Regions from separate parts of the Mus musculus genome. Here all the other regions are linked to region 3. A link is a contact called in public Hi-C and HiChIP or PLAC-seq data. All regions are on one chromosome and are shown on one strand. The core of a region is the stretch at or near the end of the contact, and the rest is flanking DNA. Distances in the headings are between cores, read along the strand shown. Region 1 overlaps Lrrk1 (leucine-rich repeat kinase 1). Region 2 overlaps Lrrk1 (leucine-rich repeat kinase 1). Region 3 overlaps Chsy1 (chondroitin sulfate synthase 1).

The links. A called contact is a pair of places that touch in the nucleus more often than the background predicts. HiChIP or PLAC-seq counts read pairs in DNA pulled down with a chosen protein or histone mark.
Region 1: a contact with region 3 is called in a Hi-C map of bone marrow-derived macrophages, with 45 read pairs. The contact joins two enhancer-like sites. A contact is called at or near these places in 12 of 39 promoter capture datasets (the C10 cell line, the HPC-7 cell line, the SN4741 cell line and 7 more), 2 of 15 datasets of contacts at CTCF or cohesin (CD8 T cells and the NIH/3T3 cell line), 10 of 484 Hi-C or Micro-C datasets (the C3H10T1/2 cell line, CD8 T cells, bone marrow-derived macrophages and 6 more), 25 of 115 datasets of contacts at active chromatin or transcription factors (CD8 T cells, DN3 thymocytes, the HPC-7 cell line and 20 more) and 4 of 9 other capture datasets (adipose tissue, liver, macrophages and 1 more).
Region 2: an H3K4me3 HiChIP or PLAC-seq map of bone marrow-derived macrophages shows a contact between it and region 3, with 5 times the contacts expected there. The contact joins two enhancer-like sites. A contact is called at or near these places in 5 of 39 promoter capture datasets (the C10 cell line, the HPC-7 cell line, cranial neural crest and 2 more), 5 of 115 datasets of contacts at active chromatin or transcription factors (CD8 T cells, bone marrow-derived macrophages, embryonic basal ganglia and 2 more) and 4 of 9 other capture datasets (adipose tissue, liver, macrophages and 1 more).

The regions. Positions count from the first base shown.
Region 1 is chr7:66,308,093-66,310,792 of GRCm38.p6, reverse strand. It overlaps Lrrk1 (leucine-rich repeat kinase 1), which reads left to right. Exons shown (of 34, transcript NM_146191.3): 7 at 1,906-2,132. Among named protein-coding and RNA genes, the nearest start is that of Gm45989, 28 kb to the right of the region's middle. Within about 2 kb of position 1,337, at least 127 of the 459 cell types and tissues checked have an H3K27ac peak or open chromatin away from gene starts, as enhancers often do. A contact at or near this core is called in the HPC-7 cell line, bone marrow-derived macrophages, hematopoietic stem and progenitor cells and 2 more, where this site is marked.
Region 2 is chr7:66,367,874-66,370,656 of GRCm38.p6, reverse strand. All of the region lies in intron 2 of Lrrk1 (leucine-rich repeat kinase 1), which reads left to right. Among named protein-coding and RNA genes, the nearest start is that of Mir7057, 12 kb to the left of the region's middle. Within about 2 kb of position 1,371, at least 99 of the 459 cell types and tissues checked have an H3K27ac peak or open chromatin away from gene starts, as enhancers often do. A contact at or near this core is called in bone marrow-derived macrophages, where this site is marked.
Region 3 is chr7:66,119,816-66,122,515 of GRCm38.p6, reverse strand. All of the region lies in intron 1 of Chsy1 (chondroitin sulfate synthase 1), which reads right to left. Among named protein-coding and RNA genes, the nearest start is that of Chsy1, 12 kb to the right of the region's middle. Within about 2 kb of position 1,290, at least 78 of the 459 cell types and tissues checked have an H3K27ac peak or open chromatin away from gene starts, as enhancers often do. A contact at or near this core is called in the HPC-7 cell line, bone marrow-derived macrophages, hematopoietic stem and progenitor cells and 2 more, where this site is marked.

The sequences.
Region 1 (2,700 bases), core at 88-2,587, 190 kb before region 3:
TTGCTTCGGCCCTGGTGTTTCGTCACAGCAATAGAAACCCTTACTAGGACGCATGTCATGATACAACATTCGGAAATGGTTCAGTAAAGAGTGAAGAATTTTGGTTTTATTTTCGAATGTTTTAGTGTGTGTGTGGAGGAGTGCATATGATGAACACAGGTGCCCTCGGAGCCAGAAGCATAGGATTCCCTCAACGCTAGAGTTACAGGCAACTGTGAGCCACCCAACAGCAGGAAGGACTAGGGGTCACACTCAGCAAGTGCTTAACCAGAGAGCCATCTCCCCAGCCAGCCCCAAGAGGGTGTGTTTTTGTGTGTAGAAAGGTGCTGGGAGACATCCCTGGTGATGCTGCTTTGACAGCAGGTAACTCTAGGTCTGTGGGGTCCATTAGGTCCTAGTTCAACTCTTGGCAAACTTTAGATTTTTCTGGACTTAAGTGTTTAGAGTAAGTGGGAAACGTCAGTCATTAGAAAGGAAAAAAGCCGCCAGGGAAATTGAGTGACTTATCTAACACAATTGCCAGAGGCTAGGACTCCTCTCTCTGGATCTTAGTTGTTCATCCTTCTTCATCTACACAAATGAAGAGGGAGATAAAGACTGGAGGAGAACTTTCTGTTGGAAGGGCGGTAAGGCACAGGATTTGGCTAAGGGAGCACAGCACCACCTTGTGGCCAGATATGATCACAGCCGCTGCCAATTGCCAAGGCCAGCTTAACCAAGATTGCTGGTAGCTTTCTCACAGTTCCTGTGGTTCTTACACGTTCCCATTTGTGAAACATTCATTTTTGTCTATATTCTGGCCCTGTAATTTTCTGTTATGAATTTTCTTTGGATATACAAGCCAAAAGAAACAGATTTCTTCTCCCCAGAAACCCAGTTGAGTCTCAGATTCTTTGATATCCCTGAAGAAAACCTTAGTCTTATGTATTAAACCAGGACCCATTTGCTGCCTGGCAATAGCAGATCACTGGGATTTCTGACTTCCTCTTGTGGAAAAAAAATAAGGAACATGTTCTGGGTGTGCCACAGCAAGAAGGTTGGGCTGTGGTTTGCATGTGGCAGAGACTCAGGGCACAGAGGAGTTGATAAGTCTCAGAACAAAACCAAGGGAAGGTTTTACTGTGTCTTCAATGGAGGTTATTGTTCATGGAAATTGGAGACATCGCTGGAAGTAAGAATTCCTGTATATCTCTGTAGGGGCCATAATACTTAGCTTTCTCAGGTTGACCTGAACTGAAAGCAGGGCCAAAAGTTAGGGAAGCTGTCTGTTACTAATATAGTCCTGGGCTGACTGTTACAGAGGAAATTGGTGAGCTCATTAGGTTGTTACGGAGATAACAATGTTTATCTTGCTTCCTGGGCTATTTGCTAAGGGGCATGGTTTCCTTGCTGTGAGGTGTGGACCAGAGTTCTGGATTTCCGATTGGTGGTGTCCAAAGTGTGGCCTGGCACAGCGCCAGGTGGCTGAAGACAGTGGCTGCCCAGATCACACAAAGTGACTCAAGAACAGAGATCTCAGAGCCACATTTAGGACTCGGCCTTCTCCCTGCCTGAGAAGAGGATAGCCAAGCCTCGGGGGGGGGGGGGGGCTCCTTTGGACCCAAAAGCCATTGCTGCTTCCCTGCACCCCAGTGTGCGGCTCCTAAGGGTTGGCTCTGAGCCCATGGATACCCTCTGGGGGTGACGAGGAGCCATGAGCAGACGATTTGTACAGAGTACACTCGCTACTTCCTGGTGCCAGCTACCATGGTGGAAGCTGGGAAGGCAAGGTAGACATGGCCCCAGTTTCTCAGGATAGGGATCCAGCTGGAGTGGGTACACAGCCTCACTTGAGCCTTTACTCCAGGCCCACCTTGGGCTTAGACTCACCAAATTTAGGTGCTGTTCCTTGCTATCCAACCCCAGGCACTTCGTGTGAAATGGTCCCATCTGAAGTTGCCCTGGGTGGACCTGGACTGGCTCCTAGACATCTCCTGCCAGATCACAGAGCTTGACCTGTCTGCCAACTGCCTGCCTTCGCTCCCTTCCATCATCCCTTGGGGACTCATCAATCTAAAGAAGCTGAATCTCTCAAACAACCAGCTGGGGGAGCTGCCCTGCGTGCAGTCCTCCGACGAAATCATCTGCTCCAGGTGGGCCCAGGGGCGTGGTCAAGGCCCTCTGTGCCCACCCGTCACAGTCACCTTCCCGTCAGAGGGTCCTGGGTTGAATTTTATGTTTTGGAAAACTAGCTATTAGCAGTAGTAAAAGGACTGCTCGCTCACAAGAGCACAGCCATCAAGATCTCTGACCCCTTAGGAGCCAGAGAAGTCTGAACAGATGGTCTAGGCTAAGATCATGCATAGCCGCATGAGGCTGTTTGTTCAAAGTACCCGACTGGTCCTGCTCAGAATCAGAGGGCAGTGGCTAGAGGCTTCCTGGGCTGGTAGAAGGGTTTACCCCACCAGAAATGGCTGGGCGGGCCTGAGGAAAGGATCAATACGGGAATGTGGCAGCACATGGACACTGGTGCTGCCTGTCTTTCCTAGAGCCCTGAGCCCTGAGGTGGCCCAGGAAGGGAAGGACATCTATCAATTACTTTTCTCATTGTTGTGACTAAATACCCTGATGACTTAAAGAAGGAAGGGTTTATTCTGACTCACAGTTTGAAGGAGCCATTTTAATGTGGTGGGAAAGGCATGACTGAAGGCTCAGAAGGGA
Region 2 (2,783 bases), core at 122-2,621, 250 kb before region 3:
AAAAAAATTTAATTGTTACTCTCGACATAAAATTCAGAAGCTTAAAAGAAAATACAATGAAAACCTTGCCTTCCCACCTTCCCACCCACTCCCTGTCTTCTAGTTTCCTTTTCTTCCAAAGAACAGACAGATGCCCGCTTCCCCTTGCTACTTTTTAAGCTCAGAAACCACAGGTTCTGTCTACTGCACACAACTCTGTGAGTCTCTGTTCTCATCTGATTTCAGAAGCTAAGCAGGGTCGGGCCTGGCTAGTGTTTGGACAGGAGGAGCTATGCTTTCTTAAGCTTGAGTTCACAGTGGTGGCTTTCTCATCCATAAACCTTTAGCCTGTGTAACATTTTATGCTTTCTCTCCATTTAATGTTGTGTGTGTGGTGTGTGTGTGCATCACAAAATGAAAGAGACTAATGTAATAAACTCCATGGTGTCTGTCACGTGGCGTCAGCTAATTTACACTTGGCCCGTCTTGGTCTGTGAATGCTCTACCTCTCTCCAGATGCCTGGGACCTACACACAGATTTACAACTTCAGAAGTCTAAAAGCATTCAGGGCACATTACATGCATACTTTAAATTTTTTTTAAAAAATTCCATTAATATTATCTAATCGGTATTTGTGTGTGCCTCCTTTATCTATTCACTCATTTTAACTACTGTTTTTCTCCAGTTCAGCTGGCTGGTGTTGTCTCTGTGTCCTGTAGAGCAACACTGTCCTAAGACTCTTACTTTCTATTTTCTCCCTCATTTCTGTTTTCTGTGCAGTTTCATTGCTGATAAATCCACATGATCTTTGCCGGTTCCCACTGTCTGGATCTTGGCTTTGCATTCTTGTGTGGGCTGGCTTGTTTTCCTCTTCCCCACGGTTTCTTTGGACCTGGAGGGCTGGATAGATTCAGGGAGATTTGTTGGCAAGAGCACCAGGGGTCTGTGCATGTCCCTCCTACTTTGCCTCAGGAGTTAAAGAATGTCTGGTGTCTCTCTTTGATATTTAGATTTTTTTTTTCCCAGAGATTTTTTAACTGGTGTCATTATTAAGGTCCTGATGGGTTTTCCAGTGTGTACACAGTGGGAAATCCTGGCTTTGATCCCCAGTTCTTTATGAAACCAGGTGTGATAACAAATACCCATAACCCCAGCACTCAGGAATCAAAGGCAGGAAGATTAGAAGTTCAAGGTCATCTTGACTCTGCAGTGAGTTGAAGCCAACCTGGGCTACATCAGATCCTGTCTCAACAAGAGGAAAGGGTGCTCTTAGATCCTTCTTCAGGGATTAGCAGATAGGCATCTCTAGGCAGCATCTTCTCTGTGCTTCCTTTGGTGTCAGCTATGGGGGAATGTCAGGACTCTTGGCTCTTCCCTGTTTGTTTTTCTATGGTGAGTCAGCTCCTGAGTATCCTTCACAGGCAACCAATGAGGGCTTTACCCTCTCAGTATCACTATGAGCTAAATTGTTCCTCTTTGGCTAGTAGGCCCCTTTGGTTGCTTCCTCTGTGTTTGGCACAAACCATCTGTCAGAGAGTGGCCTTGCTTGCTTACCTGACAAGGTTGTACTTACCCTATCCGGGACCTGGAGCTCAACGCCTCTTCGAGAAGTCCCATTTTTCTTGGCTGGTCCCATGACTTTATTTATTTTATTTATTTTCTATTCTTTGGTGCATGCTTTGTCTTGTTCCAGCTGCTGCTCATGGTGCCTCATGATTGCTTCTCTCCCTCCCACCTCCCTCCCTCCCTCCCTCCCTCCTGCCTCCCTCAATCCATCCCACCCCTTGGCTTCCATGTCTCAATTTTGGTCAGTCTGTCTTTCCTTAAGATTTTATTTCACTACTCCTTTAATGGAGCTGACTTGGCTTTTTTTTTCCTTTCTCTTTTCTTTATATTTTATATTCTTCTTTCTTTTTCTACATTTCCCACTTCCTTTTCCAATTTCTTGCCTAGTATCCTGCCATTTCTGAGAACTTGTCTTAATTCAATTTGGGAATTATTCTCACCGATTCAATTATATTCTTAGAGTAGATTGTATTAGATAATTCTTAAAAATTTTTATTTTTATTTGATTTTTTGAGAATTTATTTATTTAATTTTATGTATATAAGTGTCTTGTCTGCATGTATGACTGTGTACCACATGCAAGTCTGGTGTCCCCAGGAGGACAGAAGAGGGTGTCAGATCCCCTGGGCCTGGAGGTATGGATAGTGGCCATCTGCCATATGAGTGCTGGGAATTGAACTCGGATCCTCCATAAGAGCAGCTAGAACTCTATCCCTGACCCATCCCTCCACGCCCACTTTTAAAATTTTTTTATTATAGACTTATTTTGATAAAAAGGAACCCACTCCTTTTTCAATCCGTGGCTCCACCTGTGCATTCAACTGAGTGTCAAAAATAAGCGTGGGAAAAAAATGACCTCTGTGTTGGCCGCTTTCAGAGCCCATGCTCGTAAGGCTTCCCATAGGACAATTATTAGCTTACACTTACGTAGTGCTGAGTGTCATCAGTAACCTGTGGATGCCACCTGCACGTGCTACATCATTTAATAAAACAGGTTGAGTACCTGCAGATATTGGTGTGGAAGGGCAATCCTGGACTCCCCTTGAGTACATGTGGGGACGGGGCAACTGTGCCCTCCGTGTCTCTTTCCTGCTTGTCTCTGCTTCCCTGCCTCTGCTACTGTAGCCTCTGCTTGACTTTCCAGATCACAGCGGTCACTCCCGCACCTTCTGCACTTTCTGTACCTCACCTGCTTCTCTACTGTCCAGCTTCTCTGGTTTTCATTTAGTTCCCTGGG
Region 3 (2,700 bases), core at 41-2,540:
TGCAGAGGATGAGGGTTGGGGACCCAACACCCACATAAGGCAGCTTACTACTGCTTATAACTCCAGTTTCAAGGAATCTTCTTCCAGTCTCTGAGAACACCAGCACATATGATGCATGCATGCATATATTCATGTACATATACACACATATATATATGGAGAGACTCACATATGCACATAAATCTGTGAGATATATGTGAGTGTGTGAGTGTGTGTGTGTGCATGGTAGCACAGAGCTATAGTCCCAGTTACACAGAAGGCAGAGGTACAACAGAACAACCTGAGACCATGAGTTTGAGATCAGCTTGGGTAGGCAACATGGTGAGACTCTCTTTCAAAAAGAAAAATAGAGCAAAAAGGTAAAGTAAATAAAAGAGAGGTGAACTGTTAATGTAAGGAGAAACCAACTCTACTGTAAAGGGACAAATCCTTTGGCAAACAGCTACAACATACAGAATTATGACAACTTCTAGGTAACTAACTTTCTGATGTGGTCATGACTGCAGGAGAAAACACTTCCCAACATTCCTCTAACCACAGGAAGCCAGTGTACCCCACCCTTTTAAGCCAAGGAGCCCTAATTCTGCTGTCCAGTAATGTTTGGGCTTTCTTGTTTTCTTTTAGTCACAATAATTCTTTGAAAATGTAAATAATCTCAATTCTTGGCACACAACAGAGGTCAATGAACACGTGGAATGAGAACTGTCCCCTCTTATACAGCAGGTGACTTTACAGATGCTGTGTGTTATGTTTGCCAAGGGACAGAAATCACTTCCAGATGAGCTTCACAGAACTGTCCACCAGTGCAGCCATACTTTCTACAATTTCTACATGAAGAAAACCAAGTTACTCAAAGCACTAAAAAAAATTGTTCAGAGGGAAAGTCAGAGGCTCCATGAGTTGAAATATACTACAACTTGTGGTGCTTCTGAAACGTAAGTTAAAGCTAAATAATGTCTACCACCTTAGGAGGGGATTTTAAAGGTAAGAATGAACAACTTATTGCCTATCGATATAAAGAAGTCATTATGTTTCTACGCTAACGTGTGATTACAAAAACAGAGCAAGTTCTATGTAACACTACAGCAACCAACCCCAAAATCACAAAAATACTGAATCAAGAGGATGCTGGTGGGAGAAGGAGCAGCTAAGGCAATTCCTGTCTTCAAAGAAACAACCTATTACAGATCGTTCTGCAGTGCACGGGCTCTGGAAGTGCACTGCTAGGGTGAGCGAGCCCTGACTCCAGTACACCGCTGCCTCAGTCCGACTTACTATTAGAGAAGGCAGAGGCTTGCAAATTAGGTAGGGAAAGAAGAAGTAAGAGACAGGAAGTGTGTGCACTGTAGCGATGGATGTGTGGAAGGAAAGTCTCACACATTTCTGCCTAAAAACCTAACCCTCAAGCCATGTACTGTATTTGAATTTTGTTTAACTCTCAATTTCAGACACTGTTTTTGGGTAGAATTCTAAAAAGAGTTTAAATTTTAAGTATTTTTACTCAAAACACTAGGCTCTTCCTATCTGCCTAAAGATCAGAATTCATTTCTGCCTGTGCTCTTTGCCAGTGCCCCAGGCAGAAGCAAGCAGGAAGAAAGCTCTGCTAACACAGCTGTCACAGATGCAATTAATGTCCCAACTGTGACTTGAAATGCTGTAATTTGTCTAAGAAGAGAAAGCAATTAATTTTAAAACAGACAATCTAACCTCAAACCTTCCTTAAAAGCTCCTCTGCGTTTTTTGGTAACCCCACCCAATTATTATCCAGTCCTTTTTAGGTAACCTAGGGCAAGCCTCTTGTTGTCTTTTCTATTCTAATTGAAGGGTGGTTTGAGGAAAATCTTCTCATTATGAATTCTTTGCAAACCCTCCAATCTTAAGAAATTGTGATCTTCTCAATTAGGGTTCCACAAAGTGAATTCATTTTGGAACATAACTCAATTCTGTGGTGGGAGGAAGAGGGGAACGATATCCATAATTTCAAACTGAAGGCAACATTGCTGAACAAGCAAGCTTGCCCTTCTTCTGTGATCAAAACAGGTCAAGTTCTGTGATTTTCATAACCAAATGTCTACTTGGCCATCAACACACTTGCTGCCTGGGGCTCTCAATGGAAATGACAGAACATTTGCAAAGGTCCTTGCCAGAAAGCTCAATTTTCAATGGTCTGATACACAACTCTCTCTACAGCCCAGATAAGACAGCTGAAATGTGAGAGTGCCAAGGAAATCTTCTATTTCCCCAAGTTTCTAAATGCTATCTGCTGTACAGATTAAACCACACTAAGAAATGCAGCTGAACAGCTGGCAGGTTCTAGTCAATATCACCGTAAGAAAAACTACATCTACAATACAGACACTGTCCTGGGTAAGCAGCCATAACATGTGGCTACGTTTACAGAGCAGGCAAAAAGGACTAAGAATGTAGCAAGTGATATACAGTGTATGCCTAGCAAGTTCAAGAGCCTGGACTCTATGCCCTACCCCTCACAACTTAATGCAGGGAAGACTATATATAGATATCTTGGCTTACTAAGTATTCAAAAGTAATGCACAGCTCTACCCCAAAGTATTCATTGTGGTTGTTTCTAGGTGGGGGATTTGAAAATACTCATTTAGGAGCTTGAGAGGTGGCTCAACCATAAAGAACATTTGCACTCTGCTTCTTTGGGCACTAGGCATGCATGTGGTACACAAACAT